Regions from separate parts of the Mus musculus genome. Here region 2 is linked to region 1. A link is a contact called in public capture Hi-C data. All regions are on one chromosome and are shown on one strand. The core of a region is the stretch at or near the end of the contact, and the rest is flanking DNA. Distances in the headings are between cores, read along the strand shown. Region 1 overlaps Notch1 (notch 1). Region 2 has its middle 7.1 kb from the start of Ralgds.

What was found. Capture Hi-C pulls out chosen DNA fragments and counts their contacts.
Region 2: a capture Hi-C map of embryonic tail shows a contact between it and region 1, with 3 times the contacts expected there. The contact joins two enhancer-like sites. A contact is called at or near these places in 2 of 9 other capture datasets (embryonic tail and pancreatic islet).

What each region holds. Positions count from the first base shown.
Region 1 is chr2:26,484,007-26,488,719 of GRCm38.p6, reverse strand. Notch1 (notch 1) reads left to right here. Exons shown (of 34, transcript NM_008714.3): 3 at 3,271-3,533; 4 at 4,114-4,452. Among named protein-coding and RNA genes, the nearest start is that of Mir6996, 16 kb to the right of the region's middle. Within about 2 kb of position 1,814, at least 107 of the 459 cell types and tissues checked have an H3K27ac peak or open chromatin away from gene starts, as enhancers often do. A contact at or near this core is called in embryonic tail, where this site is marked.
Region 2 is chr2:28,523,902-28,528,905 of GRCm38.p6, reverse strand. It overlaps a transcript of Ralgds not described here. Among named protein-coding and RNA genes, the nearest start is that of Ralgds, 7.1 kb to the left of the region's middle. RefSeq lists an enhancer at 1,960-4,547. Within about 2 kb of position 3,020, at least 344 of the 459 cell types and tissues checked have an H3K27ac peak or open chromatin away from gene starts, as enhancers often do. A contact at or near this core is called in embryonic tail, where this site is marked.

The DNA.
Region 1 (4,713 bases), core at 565-3,064:
AGTATGTGGTACAGAAGAGGCAAAGTGGAGAAGCAGGTGGCCTAAGGAGCCCTAAGAAGGAAGTAAGGGGAGGGCACACCTGCCGTGGCCGGGTTCCCACTGTGGAGGACGCCCGAGGAGAGCATTGCAGGTGGTTCTCATCTCGTTGATGGCTCGGGCTCTCATCCTAAGCAAGTCCCACCTTCCCATTCTGGGAAGGTTTTTCCCTACCTAGACAAGAGGTGACTCGGGAAGCAGAGGACATCCTGGGTCACTCGGGGAGGCTCTGGTTGGTGTTCGGGGACTGCCCAGTGAGTGGGGCTTCCCATGTAGGGCTTCCATGCCTCTATGTTGCTCACATCCACTGACACTGGGGGATTGTGGCCATGGCTGTAGCCCAGCTGTGGCCTAAATGTCCCTTCTTAGGGACATTTGAATGCTGTGTGGAGAGCACATGGCCAGGTGTTACAGAGGTCAGACAGGTAGGCGGTAGTCAGAGGAGAAGGGCTTTTGAGCTGTTGTCTGTCTGCCAGCCCCCTGTCCTAGACCTAGACCCTGCCACTTGGCTCCAGGCATCTGAGGGATGATCCCATCCAAGTGGCCCTGCTGGTCCTCCAGCTATGGAATGCTGGTGGTGGATGGTGGCCTCAGCCATGGTGGTGGACCCAACTAAGCAACATGCCTGCGCTATGGTGTCCCCAAGCCCAGGGTGGCAGTGGGGTGGACAATGGGCCTTCTCAGCCACCACATTCCCCCACGGAGGAGCGTCCCTGGCCACCAGCTTCCCAGCTCCTGCCCCACCCGCTGGTGTTGGCGTCTGGCCGCGCCCAGCAGGGGCAGCTGTCCCCTCCACAGATGCACCTGCTCCCTGCTGCCCTTTGTCCACGCTGCCGGCGCCTGATTTATTGGCCATATTTTCCCCCTTGCTGGTCCAGCGGAACACAGCAGTGTTGGCAAGTGTGCATCCCATCCAGGCGGGTTCCCCAGTCTCTCGCTGTGCTTCTTATTCAGGGTGCTGTAGGGAACACAGCCCATGGCCGGAGGGAAGAGGAATGTGAGCAAGCTTGGAGCCTTTGGTTACATTCAGTGTCTTTATCCTCAGAGACCTAGCGGGGGTTGCTTAAGGACTGGAGACCTAGCATCAGGCTTGCCCCATTTTTCCCTCCCAGGGAAATCTTCCCGCCTCTTGGAGCCTCAGTCTCACTGGCCTAGAGCTCCCCCACCCCCTTAGCCCGCAGGAATGGGTGGACGCAGCAGCTCCATTGGCTTTGAAGATGAAGCTCCCTCTGTCCCTTAACACTCCCTCCCCCGTGACTTCACCAATGGCTGGGAAAGAAAAAAAAAAACCTTTTCTCCAAGTGGGCTGAGGCCAACCCTGCTTGACAAAGAGGCATTGATCCAGAGAGGAGGGCTGCTTCTAGGGGCCAGCCTCAGCGGGCAGATCCCAGGCTCCCAGCAGCCTCTCCAGCAGGCTAGTAACTGGATCCATGAGTAGAAAGGCAAAGACTGCCTCCCAGCCTCCCCAAGGTAGATTCTACCAGAGCCTAGGTGCCCCCAGAGAAGCAGGTGTGGATCTCAGTGGCTGGCCACACTGGTGGGGAGGTGCCTTCCAAGGCTACCCCCCCATGCAGGAGGAGCCAGATGTCCCCCATCCCCACCCCACCCCCCACACCAAACACACTTCCCATGCTGGACAGGAACCATTGCAAAGGCTTGCGTTAACTCCCTGGGGAGTGGGGGTGTGATTTGTTTTCTTTAAGCCAGTTGGTTTGAGACTTTTGGCTTCTGGCAACAGATGGTCACCAGAGTGGCCATTTTGTGTCTTCCATACCCAAGCGGTAGACACAGATGAAAGGCTTCAGAGAGGACAGATGTCTCCCAGTACTTCTACTGAGATACCTGACCCCAGACCCCATGCTGCCTCCAGCAGCTCTTAGTGGGGAGGCCTCTCCTGGGGCCACTCTCACACGGGGTGGGGGGTGGGGTTGATTATAAATAGTTGTTTAGAAGCAAGTGGGGACTAACTGGTTGGCTGGAGGTAGGGATTGAGGCAAGTTACAGCCAAAGCTTGGGGTGCATGGCGGGGTGTGTGTGTGTGTATGTGTGTGTGTGTGTCAAGGGGCAGTCTGCATGCCAGTGAGCAGGCTCTGGAAATCAGGATGGGCTGTGTGTAGCCAGCACCTGGCTGTGACCCTGCCATGGGGGCTGTCCTGTCAGCTAGCACGTTCTGCCTCAGAGCCTTTGCCTCTGGGAAGAGCTTGGCTTGGCGGCTCCCAGAGCCTTCTGTGGGAGTGTGGGGCCAAGAGGTGGGGCAAGAGTGGGGTCAGGGGTTTATGGCCCAAGCTCTGGGAGCTAGGCAGACAGGTGGCTGAGGAGGCTACTGAGACTGGGGCAGTGGCACACCTTGAGCTTGTCCCCGTAGGGAACCAGCAAATCTAAGCCTGGAGACAGCAAACCCCCTCACCTGTCTGGAGGTGGGTCAGGCTTTCAGCCTCTGTCCTTCAATGAATCATGTCCTCAGAGGACGGTGCTGATGCTACTGATACAGAGTGCGTGGTACAGAGTGCGGGGTACAGAGAACTTGTGTCTGGAGGTTTTATTTGTCCCTGAGGGGGTGCCATTTTGGTTTGGGGGTATGATATGAAGAACCTGTGTCTGAGAGCGGAGTTGTAGAGAGTGGGCAGCAGCCAGCATCCTGGCATAGTCCCCTTGCTACAGGGCAGGAACTGAAGAGAGAGAAAGCACACACAGTCTCCAGTCTGCTCTGCTTCCCGCGTCCACTGTGCTATTGATGTTTGAAAGTGGAAGGAACCGTGAACTCTTTTATTACCCAGATGATGCATATTCATGACAGAAGCTGGGAGAGAAAAGCAGACCAGCCTCCTAAATGAGAGTTTCACAGAGTCTATGTCGACATCCCCCCACAGGGCTGGGGGGAGGGGGCTCTGCTGCGCCTGTAGGCTCACTTCGAGTGTAGACCCAGATTTGAAATCTGCCTGGTTTGAAATTCAGGCTGGTCTTGTCTCTAGCCTGGCCCCAATTAACAGTCATTATTATTTCTTTTTTATTGAGGTGAGGTTCACTTAGTATGTGAAAGTAACCCCTTTAAAGTGAGCGCCTCCATGGCATGCTCCAGAGCTTACGTCATCCCAGAAACCTCTGCCCAGCAAGCAGCCACTGCACCTCCATTCTAGAGCCTGATTCCAGTTGCACCCACTGCCCAAGGTCGGGTAGCCTGTGGCCATGAGAGATGAGGGCGGGGAGCTGACTGCCCTACATGTCTGTCAACAGCTGCAGCGGAGCCTTTGTGGGCCAACGATGCCAGGACTCCAATCCTTGCCTCAGCACACCGTGTAAGAATGCTGGAACGTGCCACGTTGTGGACCATGGTGGCACTGTGGATTATGCCTGCAGCTGTCCCCTGGGTTTCTCTGGGCCCCTCTGCCTGACACCTCTGGACAACGCCTGCCTGGCCAACCCCTGCCGCAATGGGGGCACCTGTGACCTGCTCACTCTCACAGAGTACAAGTGCCGCTGCCCACCAGGGTGGTCAGGTAAGGGCTATAGGAGGTTGTGAACTTCACGGTTGGGACCCTTAGGCCTGGGCCCAAGGACCCTATCTTTGTTGACTTGACATACTCTGGTACACTAAACTTTATCCTCTCCTGGATCAGAGTTAAGCTGGGATCTACTATCCAGAAAAATCTTGGGGATTCCTTGGGAACTCTGGTCCTTTTCAACCCCAAACTATCTGATTTTTGGCTGCCCTGTTCCAGGACCCCAACCTCTCACTGTTTCTGTGCGTAAAGAATGAGTCCTCATGTAGCCCGGGTCTTACCATCTCCTTGTCAGGGTGCCTCAGGTTTCCATTGCTTCTCTATGTGGGGTCCAGGAGACAGCTAGGTACAAATTTTAGACTGCCATTCCTACTTTCTGTCCTTGAGCAGTCACTTAGTCTCTTATGACTTACAGTCCTCTGTATGCAGAAAGATGGCCACATTCTGCAACAGATACTGAGCATCATGAAGATAACACTTTAGATCTATCCCTGGTTGGTACCTACATGATGTCCAAATCTGCCCTGGGTTCACAGGGAGGCCCTGGCAACAGCTGACCCTCTTCTCTGCCTCCCAGGAAAATCATGTCAGCAGGCTGACCCCTGTGCCTCCAACCCCTGTGCCAATGGTGGCCAGTGCCTGCCCTTTGAGTCTTCATACATCTGTCGCTGCCCGCCTGGCTTCCATGGCCCCACCTGCAGGCAAGATGTTAATGAGTGCAGCCAGAACCCTGGGCTGTGCCGCCATGGAGGCACCTGCCACAATGAGATCGGCTCCTATCGCTGTGCCTGCCGTGCCACCCATACTGGTCCCCACTGTGAACTGCCCTATGTGCCCTGCAGCCCCTCACCCTGCCAGAATGGAGGCACCTGCCGTCCTACAGGGGACACCACCCACGAGTGTGCCTGCTTGCCAGGTAGGTTCCATCTCAGTATGCTGGCATCTAGCCTGGTTGTCCATGTCCATGCGTGTTCCACTGTCAAGCCCGAGGGATGCAGAAAGAGTTAATACCCTTTGAAGGGAGCCCAAAAAGAAGTTTAGAGAAGGGCAGCAGCCATGGAGCCTTAGGTGTGGTATAAGAGCAGGTCAGGATAGGGATACCAGAAGTGAGGGGACACTCTCAGTGACACCACACACGTCTATTTCTGTCTGGGCCATCTACTGAGATCCAGTTAGT
Region 2 (5,004 bases), core at 1,771-4,270, 2.0 Mb before region 1:
TTGGACCTACCCACACTGACAACCCTGGGGACCACTAATGCTCCAGGTGTCACATGAAGTACACAGGGGCAGAGAAGAAAGACAGTGAGGACACAAACACATAGAAACGGAAATGGAGACTCAGAGCTGAACCCAGACTGAAAACTGAAGAGAGGAGATGGAAGGGGGAGGCCGGGGGTGTGGTGGTGGGAGAATAGACAAGCTGTGGCCTGTGTGAGCTGATCAGAGCAGTCAAGGGAGCCACTGAGCACGTGCAGTAGCTCCATGTGTCCCACAGTCTCATCGGTCCCTAAGCCTAGAGGCAGTGACATTTGTCCCCCAGCACACCCCAGAAAGGCCCTGGCATCAGGCTCCCATTCCCTTCCTTCCCCGAGAGCGGTCAGCAGGCTGCCAGCCTGGCCCTCCTCTTATACTCAGCCAAGTGCCAGGTAGAAAGCGTCCTGAGGCTCTGGAACCCGGCTTTGAGCCCTACTCCCTGCTCCATGTCTTCAGAGCCCCAGGCGCAAATCAGAGCTCAATATCTCTCCCAGAAAGAAGAAGACACTAAGAAAACAACGAGGACCACATACCAGCTATCGCTCTGAGTCAAGTGTAATCCAAGAAGCACCATCCGACATTAGCTGTGAGCTGCTGTGACGGCCCACAGGCATGCTGTCTGCCACTGCTGGGGACAGGTGGCCAGCCAGAGCTCACACACAGCACCCCAGCCTCTGAGCTGACACCGGGTACAGGAGACAGCTCTCCTGGTGCTTCTAACCAAACTCCTTCAACCAGTTCTGACAAGAAGAGTAAGGAGCCCTAAGGTGCCAACTCCCATGGCCCAGGCCAGGTCTTGGCTGTGACCTGACAGCCTTTCTGGCAAACACTTACCTCAGCAGTGGGTGCCAGCAGAGGTGCCGGGCAAGGTGTCGGAGGAGTGGGAGAGTGGGCAGTGGTGCGGCGGGCAATGGCCCACCGCCTGGCAGTCACCACTGAGACACAGGCAAAGAACACTGAGCCCTTCCTCCCCCTGGGCACAGCAGGCCTAGCATGGACCCGGTCTGCTTCCCGGGCCATAGCAGGGCGAGAACCCAGTGGGGAGTGGGCTCTTTGGCAGGCTGTCGGATACTGTGTCTGTAGCCCGCCTGCCCCAGTGGAGTTGAGCTCCAAGAGTGCCTAGGCCTACTGTCACCTGCATGGCTGTCATACCTGCTGCTGTGACGGGCAGGGCCAGGAATTCCCGCTTGTACCAGGCCACAAGGCAAGCAAGGATGAGTGGCCAGGACTCTGTTCTGGGGTGGCCTAGTCATCTATTGCTAACCTACACCCCTTAGGTAGACCTAGCTCTCTCCTCCTATCCTCTGCCACCAAGACCTCATCCCACGGATCTCCCTTGGGGGGCTGGAACTCTCTACACTGGGATCAAAGCAGCCTTCATCAGGAGCAGAGTCGCCAAATGAGCATAAGCCAGGTCTCGAAGCCCCATGTCACCATTCTAGAAGCCTTTCCTGACCACCTAATTCATAGCTCCTGTCCCGGGTATTTGGCATGGATTTTTTTTAAAAAAACAATTATTTATTTTATGTATATGAGTACACTATAGCTGTCTTCAGACACATCAGAACAGGGCATCGGATCCTATTACAGATGGTTGTGAGCCACCATGTGTCTGCTGGGAATTGAACTAGGACCTTTGGAAGAGCAGTTAGTGCTCTAACCATTGAGCCACCTCTCCAGCCCCTGGCATGGATTTGTTTGTTTGTTTGTTTGTTTGTTTTTGAGACAGTGTCTTGTAGCCCAGGCTGACCTCCACCTTACTATGAAGCCCAGGATGACCTTGAACTCCTAATGCTGGGATTACAGACGCTGCCAGCCCACCGGGCACAGTACTTCATTTTCAGCAGAGACCGAGTAGGGTGGTAAACACTGAGTACTACGCCCACCAAGATTTCAGAAAAGAGACCACAGAAGAAGTAGGTGGGATGTCTGTCCGTCAGGAGCAAGGCAGCAGCTGAGCTGGCGTCAGGCTTTAGAGCAGCTCACCATCCTTCCCCTGACTTTACTGCAAAACAAACACTGGAAGCCACTAACCGAGCTCAACACCCCTCTGACCCAGAAGAACCAGGGTCAGGGGAAGAAGCCTGGCTCCTACAGCCAAGCCCACAGGCTGCTTCTGTCTGCAACCACAGACCTGACCCAAGGCCCACCAAGCCCAGGAGGAAGTAGGCAGAAGCCAGGCTGTATCTTTACCCTCCTGGAACTCTCGCTGGGCTTCCAGCACTGAAGAGGCAGGAAGCCAGTGGTGGCCAGGGACTCTCCAGCTCCCCCAGAGGCACTGCAATCCCCAGTGGGGGTGGCAGAGACCCAGCATCCAGACTGAGCCCGCCAGCACCCTAACTCTGTTCTCTGAGCAATGCACACCCTCTTCCAATGGTCTTCCTGTGACTCTTCCAGAGTGACTGACTGATCAGTGGCTCCAAGCCTTGAGGAGGGAGGGGGCCTCAAGCCTTGGCTCCTGGGCCTGCTTGGTGCTGCCGCCTGCAGGACTTGCAAACACACCACACTCCTCCATATTGGCCTCTCTCTCCTGTGCTACCCACCTAACCACTGGTGTTGGCCGGTACAGGTTTACCGGTGAGAAAGGGGTTTCCCCACAGAGGCCTGTGGAGGAAGTATGAAGGGACCAGAAGGGCAGCGGCATTATGTTTGTGTCTTTGACGGAGCAGCGTTTACATGGACTTCCTGACCACCTGGCCTGTGCAAGATACAATGCCTGCCCCGGATGCAGGCTCCTTATTGCCCGACAGACACTCCCTCCAGCCCTCCCAGCATCTTCCAGGCCTAGCATTCTGATTTCCCCAACCCGCCCCAACCTCAGCTTAGGCTGCAGGGCTTGATCCTGCAGCTACTCTGATTCTCACAGGGCAGGGCTGCCTGGGGCAGCAACACTGAGCAGGCTGAGAGGGCTGGAGGGTCTGAGTCACAGCTAGGTCAAAGAACAGGACCAGAAGGACCAGCTGCCACTCCTGAAGCTGGGGTTCCAGGAGGAGGGACCAAAGAAAGGGAGGAGCCAGTAGCTCCCAGCCCCACCCTGCCACAGGCTGGCCCTGAGAGAGCAGGCCCTTTGTTCCAGGCCCTCGGGAGCCACGTGACACCTGTCACTGTCACTGCCTGGAACGGAGGATGGCCACAGGAGCTCCCAGAGCCACAGAGTGGGCTCAAAGGGCCCCCTGCCACAGGGACAGCGCACCACCCCTGCCTGCACACCAGTGTATATGATCCTGCCCATTCTCTCAGGACGCCCCTGTCATCTGCTCTGTTCTACACACCAGTGGCCCTGGGAGAAGGTACCTGGCCACTCACACAAGCCTGCATGGTGTCCCTAGGCCCAGATGCTAGCGTCTGTGGGGGTACTACCGCTGTGGGAGTGTCTTCCCGCCCTTCACAGGTTGGGGGGGGGGCTCTGAAGGGTGAGAGCCCATTGTTTATAAACAACTGGTAGCTGTGACTCAGCTGTGACTCAGCTGAGTGCTGACTCGCAGAGCTGTTTACAACGCACAGCATCCTGTCCCTGAGGCTGACTGGGGACATGGCTCTGCTCTTCTTTCCTGCTGCCTGCTGACCTGACACTCGGGGTCCTATGGGGGAGTGAGAGGACAGTTCCTCTCCAGGAACTGGGCCCATCATCAAGTCACCCCACACATGTTCCTGTGGTCCGTGCTTCACTGGCTTCTTCTCTGGGGCCAGGGAGAGTGCAGGCCTCAGCTCTGGCCAAAAGGCCCCGAGCAGTGGTGCTATCATTGTCTGTACTCCTCAGCCCCAAAGCAAAATTTACCCATAGAGGGAGTAGATACCACAAAGCCCTGGTCCCCAGTCAGGCCAGGCTTTTAGCTCTTCTCAGTGAACACAAAACATTTTCCACCTAGCCTGAGACAATGCTGAAGCCACCATAGTTATCTTCATGGGAAAGCTGGGGACAGAAGCCCAGAGAAGGCAAACAATCTCCCCAAGGTCACGAGGCCATGGAGATGCTCAGACCCACTCAGGGTCCAGGGCTGCCTGCTTTCTTTTACTCTCAATCAAGTTAAAGATCAGAAAATATTTATGCCTGGTAGCACTGACAGGTGCAGCAAGGCTGCAGGGTTCATGTCACCGAGGGCGGCGGTCTGCCGTGGACAAGCCTGGGCTGGGATACTGACTTCTCTTTCTCCTGGCCACTGTCTGTAACCTGCTTGGTGCCTGGAGTCCCAACTACTAGGTCTGAAGGGCAAATCTTTCCCACTCGTTCCGTAGTTTAGGTCAGTGACCTCGGAGAGCCTTCACTTACAAAAACCACCCAGTGTGGACGTCACTGAGTCACCACAATGAGCCAGGGAAAAGGCTTCTCACAGCCACGCAGCAGGGCCAGTCATCCAGTGCTGCTGGCTGTGGCTGGTGTCCTAGCTGCTCTTCCCAAAATCTCTTGCCTGCCTTAAAAAGACCAGGATGCCTCTGTCCTTGCGGTGTCACCCATGGTCAGGAGGAGCATCTCAGGAACTCCTGGGGTTTTGAAGGGCCAGAGCTTCCAAATGACTTATGGGAAGCTTCATAGAGCCATGGGTGTTTTTTGTTTTGTTTTGTTCTGTTTTTTCGAGACAGGGTTTCTCTGTATAGCTCTGGCTGTCCTGGAACTCACTTTGTAGACCAGGCTAGCCTCAAACTCAGAAATCCACCTGCCTCTGCCTCCCGAGTGCTGGGATTAAAGGCGTGTGCCACCACTGCCCGGTGAGCCATGGGGTTTTGTTGCCTTCTCCTGGCAGTCCAGAACTGGGGAGGCCAAGAGCACAGAAGCACATGCCACACCTGCCCCAGCATGTGGAAGCTGGGCAAAGCCTAAGAGGACCAGGAGCAGGCTGGCAGCTGAGGCCCGCCCCAAGCACAGCAGTACCTCACAAGAGACTGGCTCACCACAGGGCTTCCCTGTGCTGGCAGCCTGCTGCCAGGCCTCCCACCAACCACTGAGTCATGAGATTGCCAAGAAGGGGA